Regions from separate parts of the Mus musculus genome. Here region 2 is linked to region 1. The links are chromatin contacts, called in public HiChIP or PLAC-seq maps. All regions are on one chromosome and are shown on one strand. The core of a region is the stretch at or near the end of the contact, and the rest is flanking DNA. Distances in the headings are between cores, read along the strand shown. Region 1 has its middle 16 kb from the start of Sord. Region 2 overlaps Myef2 (myelin basic protein expression factor 2, repressor).

What was found. HiChIP or PLAC-seq counts read pairs in DNA pulled down with a chosen protein or histone mark.
Region 2: a contact with region 1 is called in an H3K27ac HiChIP or PLAC-seq map of extraembryonic endoderm stem cells, with 14 times the contacts expected there. The contact joins two enhancer-like sites. A contact is called at or near these places in 2 of 39 promoter capture datasets (hippocampal neurons and pre-B cells) and 1 of 115 datasets of contacts at active chromatin or transcription factors (extraembryonic endoderm stem cells).

What each region holds. Positions count from the first base shown.
Region 1 is chr2:122,215,833-122,221,020 of GRCm38.p6, forward strand. It overlaps the pseudogene Rps12-ps10. Among named protein-coding and RNA genes, the nearest start is that of Sord, 16 kb to the right of the region's middle. Within about 2 kb of position 2,604, at least 33 of the 459 cell types and tissues checked have an H3K27ac peak or open chromatin away from gene starts, as enhancers often do. A contact at or near this core is called in extraembryonic endoderm stem cells, where this site is marked.
Region 2 is chr2:125,117,044-125,122,231 of GRCm38.p6, forward strand. All of the region lies in intron 1 of Myef2 (myelin basic protein expression factor 2, repressor), which reads right to left. Among named protein-coding and RNA genes, the nearest start is that of Gm46759, 4.0 kb to the right of the region's middle. Within about 2 kb of position 2,493, at least 17 of the 459 cell types and tissues checked have an H3K27ac peak or open chromatin away from gene starts, as enhancers often do. A contact at or near this core is called in extraembryonic endoderm stem cells, where this site is marked.

The sequences.
Region 1 (5,188 bases), core at 1,354-3,853:
TATTTCTTATCAAAGCTTGTGTGGCTTCTGGTAAATAGAAGACTGATAGTCTTAAATATTAAAATTAAAAATAAAGATAGCTAAATATATTGGACATGTTTGTGATCCCATCACTAGGGATGGAGACTAGGTAGAGGGGATGATAGTCAAGTTATGTGCATGCCTCTGCAACCACTACCACCACACTAGTAAAGAGCCAAGGGAAGCAAGAAGGTAGTTCATTTGAACACGACTTAGGAGCTAGTGTTTGGTCAGACTTTGGGAATCTGACCCCAAGCAGTTTTTACAGATTGACAAGCTTACAGCAAGATCCCAGGGAGGGGCCCTTGTGGTCTGGGGCACACAGCACCAAGGCCACAAGGTTGTTACCACATTTGCTCCCAGCCTTTTGGACAGATAACAGGTCTTATACATCTAGGAACTCCCAGAAATAGACTGGATAATGCTTTATTAACTTTGGATTTTTTCAGTGCCAATGAGGCAGGAACAACAGCTGCTGGGGGACACTGGATTATAGAAAACAAACAAACGACTGAGTTAACCAACCTGTATACTTTCTTCTCTTTCTTTTTTTAAAAAAGATTTATTTATTATTATAAATAAGTACACGGTGGCAGCTGTCTTTAGACACACCAGAAGAGGGCATCAGATCTCACTATGGGTGGTTGTGAGCCACCATGTGGTTGCTGGGATTTGAACTCATGACCTCTGGAAGAACAGTCAATACTCTTACCTGCTGAGCCATCTCACCAGCCCCCTGTATACTTTCAAGATGCTTTAACACCTGAATATGTGGTGGTGATGTTCAGTTTTTGAGGTAATATGGATGTGGCTTCCCTGTCATTTCTAGGCAACATAATCTTTATTGCAGACTGCCTCCATCCTCTGGCTTTTCCAGACCCCCCTTCCACTGTTCTTTGAGTGTACGATGTGGGGGGGCTGTGTTATAGCTGTATCCATGGGGGTTGGGTGTCATGCGATTAGTTCTCAGCATTTTGACCAACTGTGGCTTTCTCTATTGGTCTCCAAAGCCTTTCATGAAGGTGCTGACTTCTATGTGGGGAGTGAAAGAACCTAGTGGGGAAACCCCCACTCAACTCCTGATTCAGCATGCACCCAAGAATCACGAACAGACCCTCTTGATGTAAATACAAGAGGTAGTTTAATGGCAGAGCTCTGGATCGAAACTTATCTCACGCAGGAGACAGTGGATTCGACCACAAGGCTTGGAAGCTAGGGGTTTTTATAGAAAAGGGGCTGGGGCTGGGGCTGGGGCTGGGGGAGGAATTGGCGAGGTTTCACATGATTGGTCCATTTAAACTTGTTCGTGAAACCTAGTTTCCCCACTAGGTTCTTTCACTCCCCACATAGAAGTCAGCACCTTCATGAAAGGCTTGGAGACCAATCAGCAGACTGTACATACAGATAACATTTAACTTAGGTCTGAAGGGCAGGAGATAGGGAGGCACTGTCATTCTCTTTATCTTATGGCCAAGCAGCTTCAGGAATGTCTTAAGGACGGGCCTGCCCGGGCATGTCCTGGCCTGTTCTGCTATGTTCTCAACCCCAGGTTTCAAAGCTCAAAACAACTCTTTGGGCTATTTGACATAAATTACATGAATCACAGGTCTCAAGTTTTATTTTCTTTCAGGGCGGATGTAAAGCCCACCCCCATCCCCAGAGGCTCATGGGTAAGAGATCATCTTGAGTCTCATTAGAAAGACTTTGGATTTGAACTTTTTTTGGTTTTGTTTTTCAAGACAGGGTTTCTCTGTGTAGCCCTGGCTGTCCTGGAACTCACTCTGTAGACCAGGCTGGCCTCGAACTCAGAAATCCACCTGCCTCTGCCTCCCGAGTGCTGGGATTAAAGGCATGTGCCACCACGCCTGGCTCGGATTTGAACTTTTGAGCAATGCCAAAGTTGCTGAGGCTTTGAGGAAGGCATTAGCGTGTTTTGTATTGTATATAAGATACTCATAGGAAGTTAGGCAGAGTTATGATATTCGTTTGTCATCATGTGGATATTATGTAGGGTACTAGGAGAAACAATTAGATAGCAGGTTGATGCCTTAAGAACAAGGCATAGATGCCTTCCATTTGCTCATTTGCTACAAAAATTTTATGGTTTAAAAGTATACAAGTAGATCATTTTGCTGTTTTAGAAGTCGGAAGTCTGAAATTTGTTTCATGGACCAAAATCAGAGTAGAAGACTGAGCTTCCTCGGAGTCTCCAGGGGGACCTGCCCTGCAACACATCGTATACAGAGCTATACTCTTTGAGGGAATTCTCCTTCATTTGAAAGCCAGCAGCATAGCATCTTGTTCTAGTCCTCAGATTGGTGTTTTTCTCTGTGGTAAAGTCTCTGCTACTTTTCTGTTCTAAGGACACTTTAGGGTCTACCCAGATAATCCAGGATAAACCCCCCACCTTAATCAAACCTGAAAAGGCCTTTTCTTCAAATAAGGAAAGATTCACAAATTCCAGAGATTAATGCTTGGATATCTTGGGGTGGGGTGCATTCTTCAGCCTGCCCTCCTCTGTACAATGCCTTTTTTCCTCCAGTACAAGAGATATATTGTGAACTTCCTGTTGTGGTTTGTCAGTTGCTTTAATTGCCAAAGCTGGAGAGAATGAAAATAATTAAGTGAAACTAACACTTGACTAAATTGAATGAAACATACATCCCTATTTTGCCAGCTCATGCTACGGTGAGAAGGATAAATAGAAAGGGAGGTTTAGTTTCACCTTCTAAAGGCCACCTACGACTCTCCTCTTTCTTCCCTTCCTTTCCTGAGAAGAGACTGGACACTATGTCTATTTAGCAAAACAATGCGAGTAGGTTCTCTGCTAGGACTTTAAACTTCCATCCCTGCCCTTCTGACCAGATTTATAGTAACAGGCCTGAATTTCCTTTTGTGGAACAAGCCTCAGATCCAATAGAAAAATGATTGGTTGTAGGCTGGAGAGATGGCTCAGAGGATAAGAGCACCGACTGCTCTTCCAGATGTACTGAGTTCAATTCCCCCAACCACATGGTGGCTCACAACCATCTGTAATGGGACCCAATGCCCTCTTCTGGTGTGTCTGAAGACAGCTATAGTGTATTTATATACATAAAACAAATAAATCTTACCCCCACAACATTCATGCCATACCATCTAGTTCTGGTGGGCAAGCAAGAACAATTCCAAGAATTGGGAAACATCTGAGGCCTCCCTGACAACCACAGTCACTGAGATGTTTTTGTAATAACTGTGACTTAGGGGAATGGCATTATCTGCCTATGTAAGGTACCTCGATTCAAGCTCCTTTCCCTCCCTCCCTCCCTCCCTCCTTCCCTCCCTCCCTCCCTCCCTCCCTCCCTCCCTCCCTCCCTCCCTTCCTTTCTTCCTTTTTTTTTTTTTTTCCTGAGGCAGGGTTTCTTTGTGTAGCCATGCCTGTCTGGAACTTGCTCTGTAGACCAACCAGACTAGCCTTAAACACGTGGCTATCTGCTTGCCTCTGCCTCACAAGTGTTGAGATTAAAGGCATGCACCACGGCTAGGGCTTCAAATCCTTTTTTTTTTTTTTTTTTTTTTTTGAGACAGGGTTTCTCTGTGTAGCCCTGGCTGTCCTGGCACTCACTCTGTAGACCAGGCTGGCCCCCAACTCAGAAATCTGCCTGCCTCTGCCTCCCGAGTCTGGGATTAAAGGCGTGCGCCACCACGCCCGGCTTCAAATCCTTTTTAAAACATGTGTTTTAGTTAGCTTACAAAGCAGTGGATTTCCATAAGACTTTCATATATGCTTATGTTTGTTACCCTTCCTCCTATTTCCTTCTCTCCCCACCTCCCCTCCCCATCTCTGCTTAACTCTTCCCACCACCAGCCCTATGTTCCTCCCACCTTTTCCCCATGATCATGGCCCCATTACAGCGCCAACCTTTTCCGGCCTCAGTATTTCTTCACCTCTACGCCTTATGGCACGTGTTCACTATCTGCATCCCCTCTTAAGGCCTCATCCCTTCCCCACTTTAGGATGGCACTTCCCACAGTGGACTGGGGTCTCCTACATAAACTAGCCATTAAGAAAATGCCGCTTTTCCCCTGCCGCCGCCGACTTGCGCGGAGGCGGAAGCTCGGGTGCGTTTAAGATTCGGCGTCACCCGTGATTCACCGCCATGGCCGAGGAAGGCATAGCTGCTGGAGGTGTAATGGACGTCAACACTGCTCTACAAGAGGTGCTGAAGACCGCACTCATCCACGATGGCCTAGCACGTGGCATACGCAAAGCTGCCAAAGCCTTAGACAAGCGCCAAGCCCATCTGTGTGTGCTCGCATCCAACTGTGATGAGCCCATGTATGTCAAGCTGGTGGAGGCACTTTGTGCTGAGCACCAAATCAACCTGATCAAGGTTGATGACAACAAGAAACTAGGGGAATGGGTAGGCCTCTGTAAAATCGATCGAGAGGGGAAACCACGGAAGGTGGTTGGTTGCAGTTGCGTAGTGGTTAAGGACTATGGCAAAGAATCTCAGGCCAAGGATGTCATCGAGGAATACTTCAAGTGCAAGAAATAAATAAATTTTGGCTGATTAAAAAAAAAATGCCTCACAGACATGGCTACAGGCCAATCTGATCAGGGCGATTATTCAGTTGAGGTTCTGTCTTCCCAAGGTGACTTTGTGTATCAGGTTGATGGCTAAAAGTTTGTGTGGTGTTTGTGACAGGTGATATTTGTCTTTCTGGGCCTGGGTTATTTCACTTAGTATAATAATTTCCAGTTCCACCCATTTTCCTATAAATTTAATAATTTCCTTTTTTCTTTACAGATGATTTAAATTGCTTGGAGTAGGGGGGGGCTGGAATAATGACTCAGTATTTAAGAGTACCTATATAGTGGCTCAAAACAGTTTGTAATTCCAGTTTCAGGGAATCTTCTGGCCTCGGTAGGCACTAGGCAAGCATATGGTACACAGACAAACACACAGGCAAAACACCCCTCGGTATAAAATGAAATTTTAAGAACTCTTGTATCCATCTTTTCATTATGTATCCATCATCATCAGTTGGCTGACACATAGGCCAATTCCATTTCTCAGCTACTGTGAACAAACCATCAGTGAATGTGGTTGTACAAGCATGGCTGTAGCGAGGTATAGATGTCCAGGATAATGTAAGGAGAACATATGCCATTTCTGGTTTTTAG
Region 2 (5,188 bases), core at 1,243-3,742, 2.9 Mb after region 1:
CAGTCATCAGCAGGCATTTTCCTTCTGCACTAATACTTGTAGAGCTTGAGAAATGGTTAAGAGCACTGGCTGCTCTTCCAGAGGTCCTGAGTTCAATTCCCAACAACCATATGGTGGCTCACAACTATCTGTAATATGATCTGATGCCCTCTTCTGGTGTGTCTGAAGACAGCGACAGTGTACTCATACATAAAATAAATAAATCTTTTTTTAAAAAATTTAAAAAAAAATACTTGCAAACATCCCCAAACACAATTTTTCCCATGATGGATACTACGTAATAAATATTAATAGACCTATGGAGGGAGCATGTGAGTCATCTCAGTATCCACTTAGGGGAGAATTAACTTTCTGAGCTTTCTTCAACTCTAAAGTCCAGTTTGGACCACCACAAGGGCACTTACTACAGGAACCTGATGACCTGAGTTCAAAACCAGAACCCATGTTAAAGATGGAAAGAGAGAATTGAGTATATAAATTGTCCTCTGATATCAATATGAACATCATGGCTCACACACATACATCATACACACACAACACATATACCCACACAAATGTGAATATAATAAAAATTCTTAAAACTGTCTTAACTAAATTAAATATTAAAAGCTAGCTCATATTATAAAAATGGTGGCACATACTTATAATTCCAGCACTAGGAGACAGATGCAAGATTACCACAAGTTTCAAGACTGCCTGTTCCATATATTAAGTTATAAGGCAGCCAGCCAAGCCAGAGCTATATAGTTAAGACTCTGCCCCCACCCTCCTATCCACCCCACACTAGCCACAAAAGAAGTAAAGAGATGAATAAATGATTATCTGAAAAACTTTTATTTATAGAGTAACAAATTTTCCCTAGAATTTTCTCTTTCCCTTAAAACCAGAATCAAAATTACAGCACATCTATTTGCCTATTTAATACACTGTATGTTGAGTTTTATCTATTTCCTACTTAGATAAACACAGAAAAATTTAAAAGATATCCTTATATATGTTCATGTTGAACAAAGGATAGGACATGTCAGAACTGTGTCTGTTTTATCAGTAAAGCTGTCTATAATGAAAGGCTGGAGTTAAAGAGGAAAAATTAAACACATCATGAGCAGTCTTTTTTAATGGACCTAATTGGAAAAATTAATTTATAAGACTTCAATCAAAATACAACTATTATGATGCCATATACTAATACAGAAATAAATAAGATATGGGTATATACCTAAAGTAATCCCTACAGATAAAAATCTGGATTTATATTTAAAACTACAATTTACATTTTTAAAGCAGTATGCAGGTACATGTGTGTGTGCAGGTGCACAGGCATGTCTGTGAGCATATGTATGGAGAGCGGGGGACAGTCTCAGGAATGTCATTCCTATCCTTTGACATAGTGTCTGTCTTCAAACTGAAGCTCACCAAATAGATAAGCCCAAGAATCCTGTCTCCTTCTCCCAAGCATTAAAATTACAAGGACATACATGCTCAATATTTTCACATGGTTCTGGAGAGCAAACGCAGGCCCAAGTGAGGAAAGCACCTTTTCAACTTGCTATCTCCCTAGGACTCAAAAGCTTTAGTCAACCTCAAGTAATTCATTAACAAGTTAACTTAAAAGCATTTTTTAATAAACTTTAATGAGTCAAAATCTATGAGTAATTAAGAAAACAGATTTCTTAAAAACCTCATGGATTATTCTAACAACAAACCAAATTTCATAATCCAGGCTATAAATTCTAAGGTGAGCAATTCTGGAAGGCTATAAACAAACTTCTTTTTTTTGTTGTTTTTGTTTTTTCCGAGACAGGGTTTCTCTGTGTAGCCCTGGCTGTCCTGGAACTCAATTTGTAGACCAGGCTGGCCTCAAACTCAGAAATCCGCCTGCCTCTGCCTCCCCGAGTGCTGGGGTTAAAGGCGTGTGCCACCACGCCCAGCTAACAAACGTCTTGCGGCATTAGAAGGAAAATGTCACTGTTTAGACAGCACTCTCCTGAGCAGGTGACAACACTGCCACAGATAAAGCACATAAAGTCTATAAGAATAAAACCTGTCTTCTCTGCTATCTCTCTACACTGTATCTAGAATGGCAACTAAGCATACCATCTGCTGGATAAGTCATAATTTCTCAACTGTCAGTCAGGATCCACACTCTGGAGGTTGGGAGGATAGCTCAGTTGGTAAAGTGCTCACTTTGCAAAGCTGAGTGCCAAGGTTAGGATCTCCAGCATCCACATAAAAACTCATGTAGGGATGGGGGATGGGGAAGAATGGCAGATTCCTGAACTCTACTGGTCAGCCAAGCTACCCTAATCAGTGAGATTCAGGTTCAATGAGAAACCTCTAAGAAAACATACATGTGTGCATACACACAGAAACATACAGACAAAAACCCAAACTCACCAAAAATGGTGATCCATGCCTGTAATGCCAACAGTCAGAGACAAGCAAAAGAGCTCAAGGCCAGTCTGAACTAAAAAGCACCAAGTTAGTCAGGGCTTAGATTAGACCCTATCTCAAAAACAAACAGAATCCACACTGAACAGACGGCGGCACCATCTGTGAGAAATGCTCCTGTAATCTAGAAAGAAACACTAGAACCAAACTTGCTTCACCAGCTATTCAGATTGTGACAGGGACATCTTCTTCTCTATCAACCTTATTCTTTTATAAGAATAAGGCATGATCTGAAAGGAGTCTTCTCAATTGTTCTAGAATGTGCCTCCTTGTGAATAAAGTTGCATTTCTGAGAATAGAAACAAGCAGCCAAAATCTACAAGGCCTCTCTCTCTCCTCTCTGGTTCCTAGCTCCAGCAGACGGAACAGACCTTCCTTTTTCACTCCTAGGAAGAAGCACCTGCATAACAATGTATCTAACAATGCGCTGTCACTGAGTTCACTGAGCGTCTCCAGGGGAAGTCAGGTAAGAAGAGATCCCTCCTGTCTACTCACAGCGGATGAATTCACTGTGAAAACACACAATTCTCAAGCAGTCACTAAGTTCCTCTACTCTTCACCTGGCTGAATGAAGGTTACATGACTGTAATAAACATTTGCTTACAATACTCTTGACAATTCATTACAAAATACATTATTAGGATATTTTCTTTATGTTTACTTAAAGACTGACCAGAGAAAAACTAAAGATTTCTTTTTAAAAAACCAAACTATAAAATAACCTAGCAATTCCATTTTTTTATTTAATAAAAGAAATAAAACCATCTCAATATCTGAACTCATAGTCACTATATTTTTCATAATAACTAAGATAAGGAACTGAACTAAAAGTCTGCTTACAGATCAAAGACTAATTAAAGAAGGGTGGGAATGGGCATATACATATTCCAGATGTATATATATATACACACACACACACACACACAGGCGGACAGACAGAGGCACATAGAGAGAGAGATCCAGCGTTCAGAAGGAAAGCCTGCCAGCTACAGCAACCTGAAGGACAGTGTGCTAAGTGAAGTAAGCCAGACACAGAAAACCAAATACTGCATGACATCAACAAAACGCAAAGCATCAGGGTATAGTGATCATTACCACAAGTCTAATGAGATGTCTGCCTAAGTATACAAACTTCCAGTAACCAAGTTCTGGAGACAATGTGTAGTAAAATATTTGGAACAATTACAAAAGATGTAGCTACATGAGCTCACAGGTATATTAATTAGTTCAATTACAATAATCATTGTATAATAGCAAATCAAAACATCATGGTTTTGACCTTCACTCATGATAAAACCGATGCTTTTAATCACTTCATCCTACCCTAGTGTTGAATATTTTATAAATAGCACAATATAAATACATCTGTAATCATACAAGACTAATGAAGAGTCACAAAATAGTTACTGCTTTCCTTCCAAAACACTTCAGTGTAGACAGAGAAAACAGGATCTTTAATTCCTGTCTAGAGATGAACAAGCCAACTAAATCTTTTCCATGAGTCTCAGGATCTCAAAATGTCTTCCTCTATTTCTTCAATGGATACTCAGTGAACCTTTAACATTTAAGGTGACAGGATGAAAAGGACAGCCCCCTCTGTCTGCTGTGACTGCATTAATACAAGGTGTTCCAGTCCCAATAGCAGCACATGGCTCACTTCGAAGCAGTGGATGTTGTAAAGCAATGTCTGGTTATCAAATTTCTTTTAATGACTTATCATTGAAAGCATGGTAATCAGCCCAAAGTGTCAACCACCCCACAGGTTGTCACACTGTAGACTCACAGAAGATTCAAGTCCCTAAGTATTCACTGTGACTACCTACGCTGGCCCAGCAGAGGTGTAAGAAATTCCTTAGAGTACATTGGTCTCTACTCAACACTGAGAAAATATGGAAAGAATGAATTAGAATAAGGAAACAATCTGTATTTACTGTTAACAATTGCCCTATATTTTCTCTCCTTAAATTAGAAAATGGTTCTTTCTCACCTCTTTTCCCATCCTGCAATGCAACTGTAGACACTGTATTTTTGGGTCTAATAGAAGTTTAGATACCAGCTTCACAAATACCAACATTATAAGATTCAATGATTATTTTCTTCAGGAAAAAAAAAAAAACAAACAGTGGCACCCTCACTACTAGGTACACATTAGTAATACAACCCTGTACCCCTCAGCCCCATTGCACCCCACAGCTAGAGTCCAGATACTCTAGCCCTTTCCCAAAACACAGTGTGTGCATGGGACGTAGCACAATCTCACACACACTTCACTCTCTGCCTTACTTATAATACCTAAAACAACGCGTGTATCATGTATGCTTACTTTCCATATAGATACAATGTGGGTATTTCCAATTCACCATTAACTCCATGAATACAGAATCCAAAGACACAGAGGGTGACTATATTGTTACAGTCACTCCACTTTTTTTTTCTATTTTTAATAGCAAATCTCTGAAAAAGCCCAAGATCTGACAGGCATAAGAGATAGGCTTTCCTTGCTTTCTGATTTCTCGGTGGTTGATGCATGCACACTCTCCATCCATGAGCAAACTGCACTGACTTTCAAGCCCTGCAAATCTGATACCTGCAAAATTCTGTTCTGCTCACACGATGCTTCCTGTTCAAAAGTCACCAGGTGGGTAGGGAGACGAATGTCCATATTTAAGGTATTCCTAGCCAATTCAAAGGTAACACAACAGGCTCTGTCTAATGGAACGCTCTTAAAGTGCCTCTC